Regions from separate parts of the Danio rerio genome. Here region 1 is linked to region 2. Evidence: chromatin contacts called from public Micro-C data. All regions are on one chromosome and are shown on one strand. The core of a region is the stretch at or near the end of the contact, and the rest is flanking DNA. Distances in the headings are between cores, read along the strand shown.

The links. Hi-C and Micro-C count contacts between places; a contact is called where the count stands out from the background.
Region 1: a Micro-C map of caudal fin shows a contact between it and region 2, with 3 times the contacts expected there. The contact joins the enhancer-like site here to the promoter of sh3bp5la in region 2. A contact is called at or near these places in 3 of 18 Hi-C or Micro-C datasets (caudal fin, hematopoietic stem cells and an unstated tissue).

The regions. Positions count from the first base shown.
Region 1 is chr15:37,535,756-37,541,237 of GRCz12tu, forward strand. dhx16 (DEAH (Asp-Glu-Ala-His) box polypeptide 16) reads right to left here. Exons shown (of 21, transcript NM_200024.1): 16 at 3,438-3,556; 17 at 1-55. Among named protein-coding and RNA genes, the nearest start is that of rnf183, 17 kb to the left of the region's middle. Within about 2 kb of position 3,451, at least 2 of the 62 cell types and tissues checked have an H3K27ac peak or open chromatin away from gene starts, as enhancers often do. A contact at or near this core is called in caudal fin, where this site is marked.
Region 2 is chr15:37,492,446-37,497,579 of GRCz12tu, forward strand. sh3bp5la (SH3-binding domain protein 5-like, a) reads right to left here and starts at 2,376. Exons shown (of 6, transcript NM_213160.1): 1 at 2,139-2,376; 2 at 702-764. The coding sequence starts at 2,360. It overlaps mgat1a (alpha-1,3-mannosyl-glycoprotein 2-beta-N-acetylglucosaminyltransferase a), which reads right to left. Exons shown (of 2, transcript NM_200676.1): 2 at 4,232-5,134. The coding sequence ends at 4,662.

The sequences.
Region 1 (5,482 bases), core at 2,201-4,700, 44 kb after region 2:
GAATCATTTTACTCAGCATCGGGTCAACAGGAAGTTCAGCCATCCTTCGGCCAAGCTATTAAAACACAACAAAAACAGGTCAAAGCCAGTTTTAAAGAGATAGCTCACGCAAAAATGAAAATGTACTTATTTTACTCTCCATCAAGTGGCTTTAAGAGCTTCTTTCTTTAATTGAACACAAATTAAGATATTTTGAAGAATGCTGAAAACCTGTAACCATTGACTTCAATAGTAGAAAAACAATTACCATGGAAGTCACGGGTTACAGGTTTACAGGAATTTTTTAAAATATCTTATTTGCAGTCTAACAGAAGAAAGAAACTCAAAAAGATTTGGAACAAGTAAAGGGCGTGTTAATGAGGTTTCAGTTTTGGGTGAACCTTTAACTTTGTGAAATGAAAATAAGGGTGGCAAATATTAGTTGCCCATAGCTTGACACAAAGACAGGGTTTCTACAGGTTTCAAGTCAAATTAAAGACTTTCTTCTTCTTCTTCTAATGGCCCAGTTAAAACATTAAAAAATCATTAAAAACAAATGTTAATGTAAGAAAGATAATTAAACCATTTTGGTAACGAGAGTCTATCTATTTAAATAAACTTTTGTCAAAACTTGTATTGAGACGAAATGTTATGTGATTGGATGTGTTTTTCCAATCACATAACAGATTGGGCAGCTTTTCATGGACATAGGAAAATTAAGACTTGTTTAAAATGTTTTAATACCTACAACACAACTTTTTAAGGCCTAAAATTTAAGACATTTTAAGACTTTTTAAAACCCAGCAGATGCCCTGCAAAGAGGTCTTCTGTGTTAGTAACAGTGACTTAAAACTTTGAAAACTCTCATCTGCTCATCAAATGAAACAAAAGCACATTATCGTTGATGAAAAAAAGATGAGACCATAGCGTAGTCAAAAAGATCAAAACTAACAAACAGAATTTTTCTTATAATCCACTGCATGAGTATGAGTGGACTGAAGCACGTGCATTCAGTCATGTTACTGGCGCAGCAGACCTGTCAGCTTTCTGTTTGTGTCAAGCCAATTTCTTTGATGACATTAACATTGATCAAAGGCCTGGATGGTACAAGCTAGACGTTGGAAGATTTCCATAAGTGATTAATCAAACATTTTCCACATTAAAAAAACCTATGCTAAACCAGTCCACAAAATCCTGCTTCAGAAATAACTCCTCTCCCACAGTCATCATCTTTCCATCAAGCAAGTTTCTTGTGTTAGCTTAATTTGGTTGGCAATGTCACCAACCAGAGGTGGCAGTAACACACCAAAAATTTTATTGTCAACAACAGCGAAACAGGAAGAAGAAATTGTCCTTCTCGCCATCATATGGATTTACTCTCACCTGATAGACACCGACCTCACAGCTCTGTGAATGTCAGTGCCATCACTTATTAGTCTGCGATCTGTAAATTTAGCTTTGTGGATGCTACTGCGCTACTGAAAAATTATTGGAATTAGAAAGTAGCGACACTATTGCCACGCTACTGAGAAATGTAGTTAAGCTAGTGCCAAACACTGAAGACAAAAAAATAAGACAAACCACAATAATCAATATAAACAATAAATAAGCACAATTACAAATTGCATTAAAAATGACAGTGATAAATCATAAATGAAATGCTTTAATAAAAAGATGAGTCTTAAGTAGTTTCCTAAAACATTTCAAGAAAGCGTGACGTCTGGATATTCGGTTAAGAACCACTTGAGTGTTAGTAAATGGTGAGGAAATTAAATGTTCTAGGTCAACTAATCCTTTAAGCAGTTGGACCATATTCTATAGTATAGGATAAGCTTACCTATCTGCATATAAAGGCCAGCTCACACCGTGCGATTTTTTTATAATCCTGAACAATTGTAGCATGTCAGAGTGCACGAATATGGCTCCCATGTCGCACTATAAGATCTCAGCAGTCATAAAGTCAGACTGAACGACAATGTAATAGCGCCAAAAACAAAAGAAAACATCCCCGAAGTTTGACCTCATCCATCTGTGACACATTCACTATCCCGCATTCTGAAATGATTCCTCACAGCAAACGTAAACAATCTGTAGCGGCAATATTGCACACGCCGTGTCTCAATGACAAAACCAGGAGGATAAAACTGTTTGACATTTCCCCGCAGTCATTTGAATTGTCGCACGGATTGCGTCATCAAATTCGGAGTCTGAAATCTTCTGACACTGCTAGAACTTCATCTGAGGAAAAATCTGATTGCAACGGGCATTAGGCGGCTGTCTGTAAACATGTCAAACCAACGATCAAAGATCACAGATTTTAGCCTGGGATTTCAGGAATCATTTAGGATTTTCCAAAATTGACTCAGATGACAAAATCGTGGTTAAAATCTCACAGCAACTACGTTTACATGGACATCAGTAATCAATTTATTTGCTTTAATCTAATTAAGACAATAATAAGACTAAGGTGTTTACATGAGTTGCTTTTTGAGTGTTACTTTCATGATCCCTTTTTACATGTTACAGCACATAATTCGATTAGCATCATTGCGTCACGGCGCAATTCGCATTTCCTCCGAAGTTGCATGTAATTCCAGGTGTTTCATTTTTAATTTTTCGCTGCAGTTTGGCATTTTCACTTTCATTCACGAACATTTCATGCACACCCCTGTGACAAGCGAGATATTGGATGCAACTATGAACTGCTGAAAGAGTGTTGTTTAAATGGAAGTTCATACCGCATGCTGAATGGTAGAAAAAAAGCCTTCGCATTTCACAATGCAGGTGTCTGTGGTCTGCACTGACTGGGTAGGTGCAGACCACAGAGAGGGGTAGAGAGTCAAACAGCCATGTGGGTGTGTTTGTGGACTATCCTGTTGCAAAACGCGACAAAAAGTCCTACATGACGGTAATAGTTCGATTAAGGTGTTTACATGCCTGTACTGCACTTCAATAATGCGACTAAAATCAGCATACTCCACACGTCTAAATTTGATTTCTCTTTAGTTCAATTATGACCTTAAGATAATTAAATTAATAAAAATCTCTGTTTACATGGTAGACTCTTAGAGTATTGTCTTAAACGCAATAAAATCGAATTATGGATGTTCATGTAAACGTAGTCACTGTGAACAGGGCTTAAGACGAGCTAGTTAGTTCTACAACTCAATCCTATAAGGAAGGGACAGCTCTTGAAAATAATTCCAGTTCTTGAAAAGAATTGATGTCCCAATCAATAATCTGTTTCTATTTAATATGCTGTGTTGAACAGTTCATTGTAATGGCTTGACCTGATTGACACCCACCCGTCTATGTCTTTTTTTATAGTAAACACAATTCTGAGTGAACCAAGTTCATAAGGTTTTAGAAAACCACATGTTTTTTGAAACCACAATCTAATACAGAATAATTATATGGCTATAAAAGCGTTTTAATGTGTGTGTTTTTTTTAATCGCACCTTAGTGAGTTCGCCGAGGTGATTGAGGGCGCCTAAAGCATAGAGCTGCTCCAAAGCCAACACCAGAGTTTCATGAGGAGGAGGATCCATGAAGTCAAAATGAATCAGGTCATTTATGCCTGCAGCAGAGATGAAGGAAAAAAACACATTAGATCTTATGTACACAATGTGTGTTTGATTTCAGAAAAAGAACGAGGGTCAGATCTTTTTACACATGCGTGAACAATTCAATTACTAAAACTGACACGATCCATCAAGATAAAAATAACTACAAAGGCATGTAACATTAATACTTTAGTACAATGACACCACCAAGTATTTGGACACGTAAGCATGTGTGTATGTCATTCAGAGCTAACTTTCTAGGTCATTAAAACCAGCTAGTCTGGGGTGATTATATTAGATGTACTTTTAGCATTCAGACGTTGTCATCATTATACTGTATCCTTGATGGGTGACAGTATAAATCTTTAGCAGGGATGTATTTATATTATTAAAAGTGACAGTAAATTCATTATAATTTTTAAGTATTACATTTTGTAGAAAAAAGAAAGGAGTTCACAAAAATATGAAGAGTTCAGATGCAAAATCCTATGTCTAGATTAAGTCATTTCATCACTTTCAATGTGAAATAACTGAACACAAACGTAAGGGGCTAAGAAAAATGCTCACTGTAATTGGAGATTTGCATGTAAACCATTTAAATATAGATGCACATACATTTTAAAAACTGATCTGGGTTTCTGCAAGTTTCATCAAATCAAAACAAGAAAAACATTTTCATCAAAACAAGAAAACTGCAGTTGTTTTGACACATTATGTTAAAAAAAAACTTAGTTTAACATTGTTAAAAGTATTTTTTTTATGAAGAAAACTACTCAAATAATTAAAAATATATCGTTGTTTGCTTTTGGTCTAAATGACTCCTATTCAACTTAATGGGTTTCTGTTTTAATACCTTAAGTTTCATGCCTATTTCTAAATATTATGTCTACTCACACTTACTCCAGTGAATAGTTTTTATGTAAGTGGAAGTCTATGTAAGGGGCTATATTGCTGTTATTATCATGAGGAATTGTGTATTTTTTTTTTAATAAAATTTTTTTTTTTTAAAATAAAAAAAATTAAATTAAATTAAATTAACTTTTTTTTTAAAAAAGTTTTAATAAAAAGTTTAAGACTTTAAGGTCTAAAATTAGTTTTTTGAAAAGTAAGACTTTAAGACTCCACGGATACCCTGTTGATACTAAGTAATATGTCATAACCACTAAATCCTAATATTCAAATGAATTGTAAAAATTCATGCGACACTGATGACTAATGAGGTCAAATATGTAGTCTATCAAAAGAATATATTATTAATGACAATATATTAAATTAGAAAACCATTACTTTGTGAAAATATTTCATACATTTACAATTTATATTGTTTTTTGATCAATTAAATACAGTAAATAAACAACATAAGTAACTTTTTTTTAAGTCTATGAAGTCAGTCCACACATATTTTACCAGGTGCATCACATCAGCTAAAAATGATCCTCTAACAATTCTCAGCCAAAAGTCACATGATAAAATATGACTTCTTTTTGTCAGACTGAAATCTCAAACTTTTCTTGCATAAAATAGTTTTACAACTTTACTACACAACTGTCCTAATTTTTACATACTTGTTAAAAAAAACTGTCTTTAAAACAGGATTCCCACATTTTTCCGAACAGACTTTCAGGGACTTTTTAAAGCGTCATTCATTTTGAATAAAGCACCCTTGTAATTCACACCCCTGAATATGTAGCGTCATGAAAGTCCTTACTGTACTTAACATTTTATTTGCATATAAATTTGCATAAAAAACGTCAGAGTAAAGTTTAAAAAAGTCCTTTTTAAAGAACTTTAAAGAAATTTGTTGAATTCAATACAAGTGATACTGAAATGCGGTTTCTGAAATATTGATGAAATGTGGTTGTTTGTCAGCGTTATTAATAGAGATTCGATTTTAAATTGATCACAGTTGTTAAAGTAAAACCACAAACAAATTTAATTTC
Region 2 (5,134 bases), core at 1,126-3,625:
TAAAAAGAAAAATCTGCAATGGGTGTATTCATTTATGCTGGGCACTGTATATAATAAAATTATTTTAAACATTACATTATAATATATTATATTATATTTCATTAACCATTTTAAATTATTATTAAAATGTATTATTAACATAACTAAAACTATTAAGAAAAACATAAACTAAAACCAACTTGAAACTTTTTTTTATTTTACTTATTTGGTGAAGAAACTTGTTGATTCTTGTGGTTTATTAATAAATAAATAAATAAACAAATAGTAATAAATATACTAAAAATGTTATTATTAAAAATTATATTTTTATCTTATAATAAAAATGTCTATACAGTGTGATATAATATAATGTAATATAATATAATATAATATAATATAATATAATATAATATAATATAACATAACAAAATATAATATAATATAATATAATATAATATAATATAATACTTTTAATCAAATTTATTATAAAACTGGGTGTTGGTTGACTAATGTTTAATAATCAAGCTAAGCTAGTAGCACAAAGGCTGCAGCTTTAATCTCAAGTACATCTAAAAAAAAAAAAAAAGATTATAGTCTTATTGGATAAAAGTGAGTGTAAATTACAATGAGCAACAAGAAGCATATATTTTGAAGTAAATGAATATCCAAAATGTCCTTAAAGTTAGAATTGTCCAAAGTGCACTGTCTGAATGTCCACATACTTGCAGTTCCAGCTCCATCTTGTTGATCTCCTCGCTGGTCTCATTTAGACATTCTAGTTCCTCCTGGACAAAGAAACACAGTAAATGATAGGTACCTTATCTTGGCTACTCATTAAAGGTTGCTGGTTTAATCTGAAGAAGTGTGACCTAGAAACTGGTGTGATAATAATGGGATTCAAATTATTCATTTATCAAAAATGCACTTTGATTTATTATTTTTATTACCTCTTTATTATATATATATATATTTTTTTTTTCGTCAAAAACTGAAGGTCTATCACTATTGGTGTATTTTGCTAAAGTATTAGATGTACCAAAATCAGTTATTTAAAAAAAAAAATTCAGGGATGTCAAATGTCATATGGAAAAACAAACCTCACTATTTAAATAGAAATATTTTATGTAATTCATATAATCAAGGAGGTTTGAATGTGCTTCATTTTGATACTTCTAATACAATTTTAAGTTGAATTGGATTAAACATTATATCAAACATAAAAATAAAACATGGTATATAATCCCAAACCTTATTTTTGGAAAAGTCAGTGGTATAGAGTTTCTTTTAAAGTGTGACTTTGAAATTAATAAGCTCCCGGGCCATTCAGTTATCTAATTTTTATAGGCAGGCTCTTGTATGTTATCTATCAAAATAGAAACTGTAATTATACATTTCTTAAAAGTTTGGTTATTGTCCTGCAACCTTTAGACACAAGTACTTTTGGAATAACCAATTTCAGAATATTAATTGGAACTTGACCTGGACTTACAACAACAAATACTGTGTCACTAATAAAGTCAGTAAAACCTACTTTAAAATTACACATAAAATAGATCCAACCAACCAGTTTCTCAAGAGGTATAAAGTTGATCTTTCTGAATCGTGTGTTTTTTGTGGAATGGATGTTGACACTGTTATGCATTTGTTTTTTGATAGTAAAGTTGTGCATGTTAGATATTTCTGGTTTGATGTTGAATGTCTATTTAAATATACTAAGTGGTCATGGAATTATTATTAAGAAAAAAGATTTTAAATATTTTACATAGATAAAAAAGATATAGATAAGAATCTCCTGTTTATGTTAAATCTGTTAGGCAAATTTCATACACACAAGTGTAAATGGTCGGAGAGGAAGCCTAACATCTTCCATTTCAAGGCTGATTTAAAAATATATATATATATTGAAACTCTTAAAGGACTTTCAAGTCGTAAAGCGATCAGAACTGTGAATATACGTTGCCTAATAAGCTAAACTCATCTTCTCCATGATAACGTAAAAGTTATGTATACATGCTCTTGTTCTTTGTTTTTCTTTCTCTCCTTCTTTTTTCTTTCTTTTAACGTTATTAGCGTATTAACTTTAACGTTAGTGCAAAATAGTTTACAAAAACGAATGAATATCTTCAGAGAACAGTGCTGTGTCAGTATATAAACATTACCTTGATTCTAGGATCCAGTTCCTCCTCAGTCAGTTTTCCATGTAGTGAGTTTTCATCTGGACATTTGGAGTCTCTACTCTCAAGGTCAGTTTCCTCGGACTCTCCATCAGCCTCTCGTCCCTCACCGGTCTCCTCCTCCTCCGGCGCCCGATTTCCTCCTCTCTCCTCCGCCAAAGCAGCCCCTGAACCCGCAGGACTTTCACGCAAAGCCGCTGGATCCATTTACAGGCCTCTCCGGAAATTCAGGATGAAATAATTTCAATTAAAAAGTAGAAAACCACCAGATCGAAAGCGAATAAGAGAAGTACCGTTGAAGTCTCTCGTCTGAAGGTATTTTAACTATATTTTTCTTCCTCCATGGTGGTTTGTTTACGCTGCTGCTGTAAACCAGCACATAAATAAACCGGACGGATGAGTTTGAAAGTGGTTGGAAATTAAATATAGAGTTAAAATGACAAATAAGTCCATTCATTTGACTCAAATTTACCCCATATTTAACACAGCATTCCTCTACTGTGTGCTCGAAACGAAATGTGACACACGAGTGAGGTAAATAGAAAACGCGAAATCAAACCTTTCAGGACTGCCTGAGCTACGGTAGTTAACGTCAGAGCCGTGGCTCTGGCAACATACGTCATAACGTGGGAGTGCTCCGGTGACGTAGTTAACTTGTGGCTAAAAATAACATTACTTTTTGTTTGGTGAATCTCATATGCCAGAAAGCTTAATTTAGTATATATAATAAGTATATATATAAATCGAATAAATGACTACATTCTACAGAAATATATAATTATGAATGTGTGTGGATAGACAGATACTGTAGATGATATTATAGAGACTAGATAGATAGATAGATAGATAGATAGATAGATAGATAGATAGATAGATGGATAGATAGATAGATAGATAGATAGATAGATAGATAGATAAATAGATAGATAGATAGATAGATAGATAGATAGATAGATAGACACTATATTTAAATAGAAACAGTATTGTAGATAACGTACTATAGACATTAGACATAATAGATAAGATAGATTATCTACAGTATCTTTCGTGTCTATATTATCCATAATATCTTTCTTTCCAATTCTCTATCTATAGTCTATATTATCTACAGTGTGTCTGTCTGTCTATCTATATATCTATCAGTAGTCTATCTGTAGGTAGATAGATACTGTTGATGATATAGACTAGATAGATAGATAGATAGATAGATAGATAGATAGATAGATAGATAGATAGATAGATAGATAGATAGAACACTATACTGTCAATAATATAGACTATAGATAGATCATAGACTGTATAGACAGAAGATACACACTACTATAGATAATATACTGTAGACACTATAGATAGATAAATTGATCTTGTACATAATATAGACACTGAAGACATGAAAGCAAAATATATACTGTAGATAATAGACATAAGACACATAATAGATAGATAAGATTATCTACAGTAGTATCTTTTGTGTCTAAATTATCTAAAACATCTATTTTTCTATAGCAGGGGTCATCAAACTTGATCCTGGAGGGCCGGTGCCATGCAGATTTTAGCTCCAACCCTAATCAAACACACCTGAACAAGCTTATCAAGGTCTTACTAGGTATACTTGAAACACCCAGGCAGGTGTGTTGAGGCAAGTTGGAGCTAAACACTGCAGGGACACCGGCCCTCCAGGACCAGGATTGGTGACCCCTGATCTATAGTGTCTATATCATCTTCAGATAATACAGACAATAGATAGACAGACAGAATAAACACTGTAGATAGATAGATAGATAGATAGATAGATAGATAGATAGATAGATAGATAGATAGATAGATAGATAGATAGATAGATAGATAGATAGATAGATAGATAGATAGATAGATAGATAGATAGATTTTTTTATTATTGTTGTATGGGTAAGAAATAAAGAGTCAATTAAATGTAACAACTGTATTTTCCTCCCAAACAAAATCCCAGCACAGAAGTAAAACACAAAACAATCGAAAATACCATGATTTCCCCCAACAAAATGCAATCACAGCGCTATAAACCATACACACAATCAAATAAAGACAGTACACAGAAATTAATCAAACAATCTCCTACATTTATAGGCACTTAGATCGGTTTTCACAGTTAAAAAAAATAAGTGTTACTTTTTAAAACACATTTTACACTCAAGTTCTGTTCCTGAACAAACACTCACTGTGTGAAAAATATGTCATTATAAGATTTTTCATTTATTAGCTCTGTCAGTTTAATGATTTGACTAATCAAAATGATCGTATAACTCCTACCATTGAGACATGATAATGAAACCTGAGGCAACAAGTTGGTTTGTTTATAATCTTTGGTATCGCGTTCATCCTGAAACCCCTTCAATGAGGTTTTCCATCATAAAGCAGCACAATGATAATTAATCTCATCAATGCTGTGAAGGGAATGATGTTTACATGCAATATTATTATTTTTTTAGTGTGCTTTGCACCTTAAATGTGAAGCAGGCACAGCCCACCTCAACTCCAGCTTGGATCATACCGACTCCAACCAGCAGGTGGAGCTAAATAAACCCTCTTCCCACGTAAAAGAAAGCTGACTGCTCCTCTATACCCAGCTCTTGGGACTCCAGATTTCAGGTCGTCCATTACGCCGAGATTGCGAGCCAAACTTTTAAAACTGTCCGGACTAGAATATTGCACCCGAAATGGGCCAGATCCAGACAGTTTACCACTCTTTAAGTCCTCCAATGTGACAAGTGAAGCAGCGTAAACCTCCTTCTCAAAGCTCTCATCATATTTCTCCTTCTCTAAATAAGACAGGTCCATTTTTGTAAAAGGCACAAATTCGGTGTTGAGCTTAATAAAGCGGAGGTACTTGTCGTAGAACTGCCCCAAACTCACACCCTTTCGACCGAAGGTTAACGTTCTGGATATTTCCGGTCTGATACAGGATCTGTCTTTGCGCTGATCAGGGTGGCGCATCCAGTCAT